Regions from separate parts of the Mus musculus genome. Here region 1 is linked to region 2. Evidence: chromatin contacts called from public Hi-C data. All regions are on one chromosome and are shown on one strand. Each heading gives the region's core, a stretch centred on a gene start, on an enhancer-like site or on the middle of the called end of the contact. The rest is flanking DNA. Distances are from core to core; before and after follow the strand shown.

Region 1 (5,446 bases), core at 70-2,569, 950 kb after region 2:
TGTCAACCTTGGTACCTACTTCCTGGTGTTCCATGGTGGCACTGCACAAAGACTTCAGGTCCTGGGCAAGTTTCATCTCCAAGGTTCTTGTAGTGGAAAGCATCAGCCAGTGTCATTATAAAGCAAATATGTTAACATTTCAGACTAACCTACTACCAAACCAAACCAGAGAGGGGTATTGGGGACCCAGGGCTGCTGCAGGAAGCAGGGTGCCTGACCACAGTAGACAGAAGTTTCATCTACTGCAGGAAGAAGATCCAGTCTGGCTGCAGTGGCTTTGACAAGCAGGTCTGCCAGCTGATGCCTCACACAAGACCATGGTACAGCCCTGAGCAGAGGACAGCCTATATAAAGTCAGTCCTCCAGAGCCCCTCCAACCTCAGTCTCTACAGTGTATAACACCTGTCTATACCTACCACTGACGATGCTTGCAAGGACCCTGAATGGACCTTAGGATCCTGTGGAAAGGCCAGAAAAGCTGTGGCTGAATAGCCTCTGAACAGGCTTGCAACTGTCCCTCACTGGTGTCCCTGACTCCTCCAAAAAGCTCGGCAGAGGACAACTGAAGGCCAAGCTGAGTCCAGTTTCCTGGCCTAGAATAGCCTAGCAGAAGGAACGGGCTCAGAAAGCTGGAGAGAGCCATCATTACCTATCATAGCCTGGTTCCGGAACACCCGGGCTGAGTGGAGGTGCTGAGCTCTGAGAGATGGATCAAGCTAGGCCTGGAGGGATTAAAGAAGGAACACAGGCCAACACCACAGCTCTGCTGGTAAAGCCATTTGCTGCCAAGCCTGTGACTCATCCCTGAGACCCACTGTCCCTGACCTCCATGCCTACCCACCACCCCACTGGACACACACACACACACACACACACACACACACACACACGCACGCACGCACACACACACACACACTAAATAAAAATCTAATTTGAAAGAAAAAATATAAATAACATGCTAAAGATGCCTTATCGTGTCCAGGGAGTTCATGCTCTACAAACAAAGGCCATAGGGAGGGGCAGGCTCTTGGGAAAGTCAACTCAGGTGTGAGGGTAACTATCGATCATTCCCCTATCATTCCCCACAGCAGCCCAAGTCCCCAAGCTCCAGCCAAAAGCCACCCTCCCCAGAGCTGCCTCTGGCAATGGTGAGACCGGATCTGGGCATAAAATGTCCTAGGAAATGACAGCCACATTTGAGCAGGAAATGAGTTAAGGGATTTAAGGGGATGATAGAAAATAGTCTGCAGACCTTGGACCCTGAGACTCCCCAAACTTCACACTTTTCCAAGCCGGCGCCAACACCAAGCTAAACTGAAGAACGCCTCCGCCCTCTAGTGGACAGAATGGCCATAGTCCTGGTGGTTCCAGGTGCCCTCTTCCTTCAGTGTGATAGAGAGGACCCAGAAAAGGACAAGCAAGAATAAAACTGTGGACCATTGTCTCCGGCCCCTATTCCCTTCCCTCGTTCTTCCTCACCAGTCCCCCATTTTCCCACTGATCAGACATCCACCCTTCCCAGCTTGCTCGTTTGCTCCCACATAAAACTCACTCTGTGAATGAATAAAGGAGCTTAAAATGGGAGCCTCACCTGGAGAAACTCGGTTTCAACTGGCAGAGCCTGGGCTCAAAGTCAAGTTCCCATACAGTGGGCACCAAAGAGGTATTTCCGGGTGGCTGGGAGGCACTTAGGTCCTCGCCATAGACTTCAGAAATCATTTGCACTTCGTTTTCCGATAGGACAAGGGTGGGTGGACCAAAGTGAGGAATAAGACAGACCCTGAGCTCCGTGATAGGCTTTGGAATCCCCAGGGCACCAGGGAATGGACCGGTCCCGCCCCTCACTTTCTGCAGTCCCTGCAGACATTCCTGCCTAAGGGTCCCTAGACAGCAGGTGCCCTGTAGCCACTGGAATCTCCAGCTTCCCGCAGACTTCCAGCTGCCCGAGCAAAGCCCTCTGCCACGCTCCATGCCTCAGCCCTGTCTCTTGTCTTTCGCTGTCCCGGCTTCATCTGAGGCCATCCTGGGGTCTGGTAGTATGTGACAAGCAACATGTTCGCCCTAGTTGTCTGGACAGCCTCGGCCACTCCTTCCCTTCCCTTCCCTTCCCTTCCCTTCCCTTCCCTTCCCTTCCCTCCCCTCCCCTCCCCTCCCCTCCCCTCCCCTCCCCTCCCCTCCCCTCCCCTCCCCTCCCCTCCCCTCCCCTCCCCTCCCCTCCCCTCCCCTCTCCTTTCCTTTCCTTTCCTTTCCTTTCTTTCCTTTTTTAATTACCTACATCGTGGCTTAGAACCCGCTGATGAAGTTCTATCACCACCTAGTGGTCAGATCCAAAATGTGTGGCATGGCCACACCCAGCGTTTTGGTACAGGACCACCTGATCGAAGAAAATGAAAATTAATGTATGCCTTTAAGACAGGATGGGGGGGGGGGGAATCCCAAAGCCTGTTTATGCAGAGGTTGAACCAGTGCCTGTCAAATGATGGCAGAGGAAGGAGTGGGCAGGCAGAAGAAAACTTAGTTTGCCAGGTATTCTCTTCGGAGACAGCACCCTGAGCTAACATTTATGACGCTGCCATCATAAGCCAGGCTGGGGTGCATCCGGCGTGTTCACGCTAACGTGTTGTCACCTGCTAGGTGAAGACGGAGCATCAGAAAACAGGTTCAAGATCCAGTGGCTGCTGAGTGTGGAGCTGGGACTTGAACCCAGGAAGTCTTAACCAGGTTCCGCGACTGAGTAGCAACGCTTTGGTCACCTGGGCACAATATCATGCAAACAAAGACATCAAAGGCAAAGCTAACTGTAGATGGGCTGTGTCTCCAGATTCTAATGCCAATTTCTATGGGTCCAACTTTTTGTCGACACCTTAGGCTCCGTGCCAAAAGAAAACAATTAGAAAGACACCAGTGCTCTTCCCTTGGCGGCCATCTTTTCTTCCCCGAGATCCCAATGGTGAGACTGGCTCTTCTCACCTGCAGCGGTGAGGCTAGGGTTCCCCCTCACACAGCCACAGCTGCACCCCTTTTGCCCTGGCTGGGTCCTGACATGGGGCATCATGTTTTGGAAATAATAATTTTCTTCTTCCTAGTGCATCTCCATCCTTACTCCTTCCTCGCCCTGCACCCGAGATGAGACTTAACATACTAGTCCTGAAATCCAAACACACACACACACACACACACACACACACACACACACCACACACACACACACACACACACACACACACACACACCACACACACACACACACACACACACCACACACACACACACACACACACACACACACACACACACCACACACACACACACACACACACACACACCACACACACACACACACACACCACACAACACACACACACACACCACACACCACACACACACACACACACACACACACACCACACACACACACACACACACCACACAACACACACACACACACCACACACCACACACACACACACACACCACACACCACACACACACACACACACACACACACACACACACACACACACACACACACACGATGCAGGAGGCAAGGTTGAAGAAAGCTGTGGGTCAGCCTCCTAGCTGTAGCTGCTAGCTCCCCTGAGGAAGTTGAAGAGTTTCCTCAAACCCCGCCTCCACTTTGTCTGTACAATGGGAAGCGGCTGGTCCTGCCTGCACAGCTGGCAGGTCTGTGACTGGCTGTTCATTTGTGCTCAGTGTTTTATAAACAGCTCACTGCAAAGGGCAAACTGCTCCATCTACAAACTCAAAGGGCTGCTGTCCTCCATTTTTAAAAGCGTGTGCATCCAGAGACACCACTGTTTTCAGAAAACAAGTGCACAAGCTCCGCGATCAAATGACCTCTGGCACAGGGCACGGGCAAACGCAGGAAGAGAAAGATACACACCTCTGTTCCCCACCAACCCCCCGACCTGAGGCAGGAGCATAGATCTAACAACATTAACCACACCCAAAAATATACAGGAAAAGAAAATCTAACAGCTCAGAAACGATATTGCATTTGCTTGAAAAGCCAAGGGCCTGGAGCCTCCCTATCACCAGAGTGCTGTGACAACATACAGATCCTGTATAGAACCACTTAATGGTCTGTCGAATTCAATTAGGGGAAATTTTGAGACTTCCCATTTAAACTATCTGTTCTTCCTTCAAGACTGAGTGTCTTGGATGAGAACCTGGACGCCATACCCCAGTCTCCAGAACAGCCTGGCAGGCTCTCCAGAGTCTCAACCAAATGCAGTGTTGTTAGGGACTTTCCTTAGGTGTGGCCTTTGTCCCTGAGGAGATACAGTCCTGCTCCAGGGAGAGGAGAGGGCTTGGCACTTGTATGATCTTCTGGTGCTGTGAAGGTTGGCTCTGGATAGTACTAGCACTTCCTGGATATTTAATCTCCATTGTGATTATTTCCAACCATGGTAGATAGTAGACCTTTGCCAACGAAACAACAGAGGGGACCTCTCCATCACTCTCCCATCATGTTGCTCATCCAAAATGGGGCATCAGCTCAGCATAGTCTAATGAAGAGTAAGGCTGTCTTTGCTTGGTGTTCCTAGAACCAGTCAAGACAGGAGAGTTCAGCAACAGGTCATCTATGTGCAAGCATTTGCCAGGAAGGAGAAGCAGGGACTGACCAAAGGAGACAGAGGGGGGTGAAAAAAGAAAGGAGTGCTAATGGGTCACTTGCTGTGGGCAACAGAAGCCTCTTAGCACCAGGGCCCCCAGAACATTCTTGAGAGCGAAAAAGCTAAGCTGTGTGTCAAGGGTCAGCCCTAGCTTATAAACTGAAGGTCACCCATGACAGGTTGGCTCACCAGCACTCTGCACAGAGGCTAAGACTATCCTCTGCAGGAAGATTCAGAAAGAGATGGTGGGTCCGAGATCTTCCTCAGGTTGACTGTCACAGTAGACAAGCAGAAATAGGCAAGGGACCTTCCGAATCCACTGTCAAAACCTGCCTCAAGAAAACCCAGTATAACAAAAGCAGCTCACCTTCACGCTGGAAGTAAATTGTACTTCTGGGGCGCTCTAAAGGACTCGTCTGGCACTTACGTTTATTAGCTCCAACTTATAAAAGGGAGAATTCAATCATGTGCCCAAAGTCCTGTAAGCAATTACTAACCCTACTAAGCCTCCAAACTTAACTTTGGCCCCTCATTTCTCAGCCTCCTTTCTGCCATGGTTCTCTGAAGATTCTTACAAGAAATAAGGCTAAGTTCTCTGAATTTCAAAGATTGGGTCAAAATAATCAGTGCTTCATGGCCTATGTCATGAGGCTAAATATTCTTTTTTAATATTTTTATTAGGTATTTTCCTCATTTGCATTTCCAATGCTATACCAAAAGTCCCCCATACCCTCCTCCCACTCCCCTACCCACCCACTCCCACTTCTTGGCCCTGGCGTTCCCCTGTACTGGGGCATATAAAGTTTGCA
Region 2 (4,844 bases), core at 147-2,646:
GAGCACCACCCGTGCTGTTTCCTGAGATGCTGAAGCTGGAGCGAAGGGGACAGGGACAAAGGCCACTTCGGCTGTGCACTTGCTAAGTTGAAGATGCCCCATTGTCATTCAAGCAGAGGCCTCAAGAAGGAAGGCTGCTGTTGCAGGATATTTGATCTGCACTGGAAAAAATTTGCAGTGGTGTGGTTCAGCCCTAGAATACACCTTCAATACAAGAGCTTAATAAATTCAACGCTAAGTGAAGAGGTGGGGCAAGCAAGCAGCTGACAGGAAGTGAACATAGGTAAATGGAAAGGCCGGGCTTTGAGTTGAAGGGGATTTAAGAAGCAGGAGGAGCCTTTTCCTTCTGGGACCCTCGGTGGAGTAGGAAGGTCAGCTGGGTGCTTCCTCTTCCTGTCGGAGGTAGCAGGCTTTCACCCCAGCATCTAGCTTCTGAGTCTTCATTGGTAAAATTGAATGCTTGGGTTTTTTTTTTTTTTTTTTTTTTTAAACAACAGGCTGCAGGTGGGACTAGTCCTTAGAACATAGGAGTGCCCCATGAGAGATAGTTTTAAAATTTTGCCACCCCTAAGCATCCATGGTAGAACTAACATTACCACCTCAGCTCCTTTGCAGGTCTCCTGGGAGTGCCAGGCCCACCGAGGTGTTGAATTCTGTTCTCATGCCTTCTGTTGTTTACTTGTGATGTTAGTGTCCAGGAATCCCGGACCATAGGTAGTCATCGCAGGTGCCGTGGAACTAGGCTCATCGCAAGCTGGGGAGTGGAAGGGATGGTACACTTGAAGGCCAATGCAGGAGAATGGTCTACAGCTTCAGAAGTCCCGGGAGACCAGGGAAGCCAGCCCCGAGGAAGGAGATCAAAGATGTCAAAGATCAGTGAAAAATGGAATTGAATATTAAGAGAGACTGCTAAGAAAATCAATAGGAGCTAGCCAGGGAGGTGTTGAGGCTGGGCCATAAACACATAGGTTTAGGGAAGAGGGGCAGGGCAGGGCATTGTGGGCTCCCCGGAGAGGACAAACCCCTAACTTCGTGACTCTAATAGAGGAAAATGACAAGACACCATGGCAGAAATTGTCAACTATAGCCGACCTGTTTGCTTAGGACGGTATAAGAAGCTTGATTCTCCCTCCTTATACAAAGCTAGGGAGAAAATCTGTTTGCCTGCGGGAGAGACGGGGCCGGCTTCCCGTCCAAGTCTAGGCTTTACTGTTCTCTCCCTCTTGTCCAGCCTCAGCTCGCAGTCTCTCTTCTCCTTTGTCTCATAATTTGACACCCCTGAATTAGGCCAGCAATAGATAAACTGAGAATTAACTGTGTCCTAGTGCATAGTAGATGTGCTAGCGGGATAGGATCGTACTGGTGGATAAGTGTGTCCTGCTGGGATGGGCGTGTCCTGCTGGGATGGGCGTGTCCTGGTGTCAGCGGCAGCTTTCATTTCGCTCCCTGGCTGACACTGAACCAGGCTCAGCCACCTCTCATTTCTTCAGCAACTTCTTTGTTTACTTGGAGAATGAGAGGACATAGACCCCGGGGAGAGGAGAGTCTACACAGCGGTAAAGGGAAGAGGACGATGCTCACGTGACTCAGCACAGCCGTGCCTTTTAGTCTGAATGTCTTAAGCCATCAACTCACCAGTCCTAGTGAGAGTTGCAGATCTGCCTTTTGCGGATCTGCTGAGCTGTTGGGTGGATCGCCCTTCTTCTGATCTTCAGTCAGTGATGATTCTTGTCTCCCTTTACTATGGTTTGTGACTTTAAAAAAGAACGAAGTAAAGCAATACACACAAACTCTTCATAAAGACACTAGCCACGGCTATTACCCTTGACGCAAATTCATGCTGGTTTGCAATGAGGTGTGTGCATGCACCCCGGACCCTGGGGATCATGCCTGCCAGGCAGTGCCAAGCACTGGACTGTACCCTGCTGCAGGGTATTCAGCAGGACACCTGCACAGAGCAACAATCCCAGGCCAAAAAGAGCTGCACTTCCCAGCAGACAGTGTGAGGTGAAACTAAGAAAAGACTCTGCTATTTCATTGGAACTATCAACTTTAAAAAAAATAAAAAAACTCATAAATTACTGCTGATATTGTTTCTAATTCTGGATATGCTTAGGAAATATTTGGCAAATTGAACAAACACCGATGTGATGTAACCCTTCCTCTGAGCCCAGTGGGAAGAAAGTATTGCTGTATTGTGTTTTTACAAAAGGGACTGAGTTCAACAGCGAGACCCATCCTCAAAAGCTCCCTTACCAGGAACCAGGAATAGGCTTGTCAGGGCCATTTCTCTTTACAGAATCCTGTTTGGGCAATCAGCAGTTATTTCTGGGAGACTCTTGGGTGTAGAAACTGCCACGGTTCAGCAGAGGAAGGAAAGAGGGCTATAAGGACCTAACAATTCAAATCTAGAATTTATCCTTGAAAATGTCTCCTCAGAGGCACACAAAGCTATGAAAAAAGCTGTGCACACAAGCCCTCAGTGACAGACTGCCGAGCAAGGAACACCTGTGTGGCCCACAGACCTGTCCACGGAAGAGCTGTCCACAAACTAGGCACTCTCTCACAATGCAGTACTCAGGCACGGCTCTTAAAAACCAGGTAGACAACATGACTGGCTAAGCATGATCTGAACAAAGATGCTGTGGATAGACATGCTAATGTTGAACATGGGAAGCTCTGGGGGCCTCCACTCTAAAACTACAGGCAACTGAGGAGAGTCGAGAAGGTCTTCCCTACGGAAGGACACACACACACCTAACAATTTGGCTACATAACTGTGTATACTTATAATATTTGTGTGAGTATGAGTGTGTGTGTGTGTGTGTGTGTGTGTGTGTGTATAACAATAAACAGAGGTCACAGTTTTGAAAGAGACCAGGCAGAAGGAGGTACATGGGAAGGTTTGAAGAGAGGAAAGGGAAGGAAGAAATGCTATATTATAATCTCAAAAAATTAAAATAATCAAGCTAGAGACATGAGCTTCCTTGAGAATCTGTGTACCCCTCTTATGATGCTCAGTAATAAAATCAAATTGCAAGACAGCGTGTAGACAATGATTTAATCTTTTTTTTAAATCATTGAACTTTTATTTTTATTTTTTTTAATTAGGCAGTTTCTTCATTTACATTTCATATGCTATCCCAAAAGTCCCCCATACCCTCCCCGCCTCCCCGACAATGACTTAATCTTTAGGGAGCATTTTGACATTAATAATTTATATTTTAATATGCAAATTTTTGGCACGCTATGCATCAAATAGACTAGTTATCTTGTGACAGTGGGGTTGGGTGGCAGTGTCACAGCTGCTATGGTCTGTCTGTCAGAGTTGAATTTTATAGTGCCTCAAATTACATGTGTTATCAACAAGAGTCATAAAGATAGTAAGCGGTGTGCAGGGAGGTAGGGAATGTAATGTATAAGTATGGCCTCCACCCTCCTCGGGTCAAAGGCTGATGGAGCAGAAAACCACATCCACCAATACAGTGGCATGTAAGTCCTACAGTAACAGAGCTGTGGGCAAGGGGCACCAGTGTTGTGGGGAGCAGCCACTGGCAGGTAGTATAGAAGGGTGTTCCCATCACCCTTCTGTTGCTGTGATAAACACGGACCAAAACACTTAGAGAGGAGAGGGTTTGTTTGGCTAACATTTCCAGGTCACCATCGATCATCGAGGGAAGCCAGAACAGGAATTCAAATCAGGAGTTGAAGCACAGACTGTGGAGGAATGCCGCGCACTGGCGTCTTCTCAAGGTCACGTTCAGCTACCTTTCTTACACAGTCCAGGCCTCCCACATCCATAGAGGGTCCAGCCCTCCTGCATCAATTAGCAATTGGGAAAAAGCCCTACAGATATGTATACAGGGTAATCTATTGGAGACTATTCCTCCGTTGAGACTTTCCCTTCCTAGGTGTATCAAGTTGACAAGATTAGACATCTTGAAAGGGTTCCTCATCTTGTTCTGGAAGGACACTCACAGAGGCCATGGCAAGGCAGCTAGGCTAACAGAAGCCAAGGGAAGATTCGGAACATTGTTCCTCTGTCTTGGTAGCTCAGAAAGCAGTCCTGGGGCCATTCTGACTCATAAAATGTCACAGGAGTCCAGTTGGTGCAGTGGACATTTGATGACAGATGATCTGAGAGAGACACAGAAGGTCAGCTGAAGTCAAACGCTGTTGCTTGTCCGTCCTCTCGGACTTGGCATTAAATCACAGCTGCTTCGATGGTGATCTAAAGACCAGTTCCAGACGGTTCTAATTAGCCCCCAGTGTTCCTACTTCACAGGATGCTTAAATCTTGACTTTATGATCCGGAGGCAAGACATCCATGTCATCAGAGGAATTATTTATCAGGAGATGAAATCACCGAGCTGCTGTGATTGATAGCAGGGTAAAGGCACAGAGCGTCGTATTTCTTGTTGACAAGAAGAACTTCGTGTTTGTACAGCGCTCTGACCACTGCTCACCCCGAGGAAGGTGTCAGTGGACTCATTGCGACCTGCTTCCATTTTTTTTTCTGGTTCTTGAAGTTGGGCTCCAGAGCTGTATCTCCCTCCTATGCTTCTATTTAGATCAAAGTTTAGGGTAGAAAAAGTCCAGGGTGAGTCTTCTGTCTCTGACTTCATTCTCATGCTGAATAGATAGGGAGTGGAGGAGGGAGGGTAAAGATGGAGAGGAGAGGGCTGGAGAAGAGAAAATGATGGCAGGCCAATGGGAAAGAAGAAAGGGCTGGCAAGGACTGGCGGCCTCCAGGGAGCTGTACTTGTTCAGAGATGTCCATACCTGAAGACTGGAAGGCCACTTCATATGGATTTGTTCCCCACAGACAAGCTCTGCCTACAGAC

The links. A called contact is a pair of places that touch in the nucleus more often than the background predicts.
Region 1: a Hi-C map of Th1 cells shows a contact between it and region 2, with 3 times the contacts expected there. The contact joins two enhancer-like sites. A contact is called at or near these places in 1 of 15 datasets of contacts at CTCF or cohesin (pro-B cells), 3 of 484 Hi-C or Micro-C datasets (the HL-1 cell line, Th1 cells and nephron progenitors) and 9 of 115 datasets of contacts at active chromatin or transcription factors (craniofacial prominence, embryonic basal ganglia, embryonic forebrain and 6 more).

Annotation. Positions count from the first base shown.
Region 1 is chr19:55,059,807-55,065,252 of GRCm38.p6, forward strand. No RefSeq gene overlaps it. Among named protein-coding and RNA genes, the nearest start is that of Gpam, 37 kb to the right of the region's middle. Within about 2 kb of position 1,320, at least 37 of the 459 cell types and tissues checked have an H3K27ac peak or open chromatin away from gene starts, as enhancers often do. A contact at or near this core is called in Th1 cells, where this site is marked.
Region 2 is chr19:54,113,620-54,118,463 of GRCm38.p6, forward strand. No RefSeq gene overlaps it. Among named protein-coding and RNA genes, the nearest start is that of Gm41865, 39 kb to the right of the region's middle. Within about 2 kb of position 1,397, at least 116 of the 459 cell types and tissues checked have an H3K27ac peak or open chromatin away from gene starts, as enhancers often do. A contact at or near this core is called in Th1 cells, where this site is marked.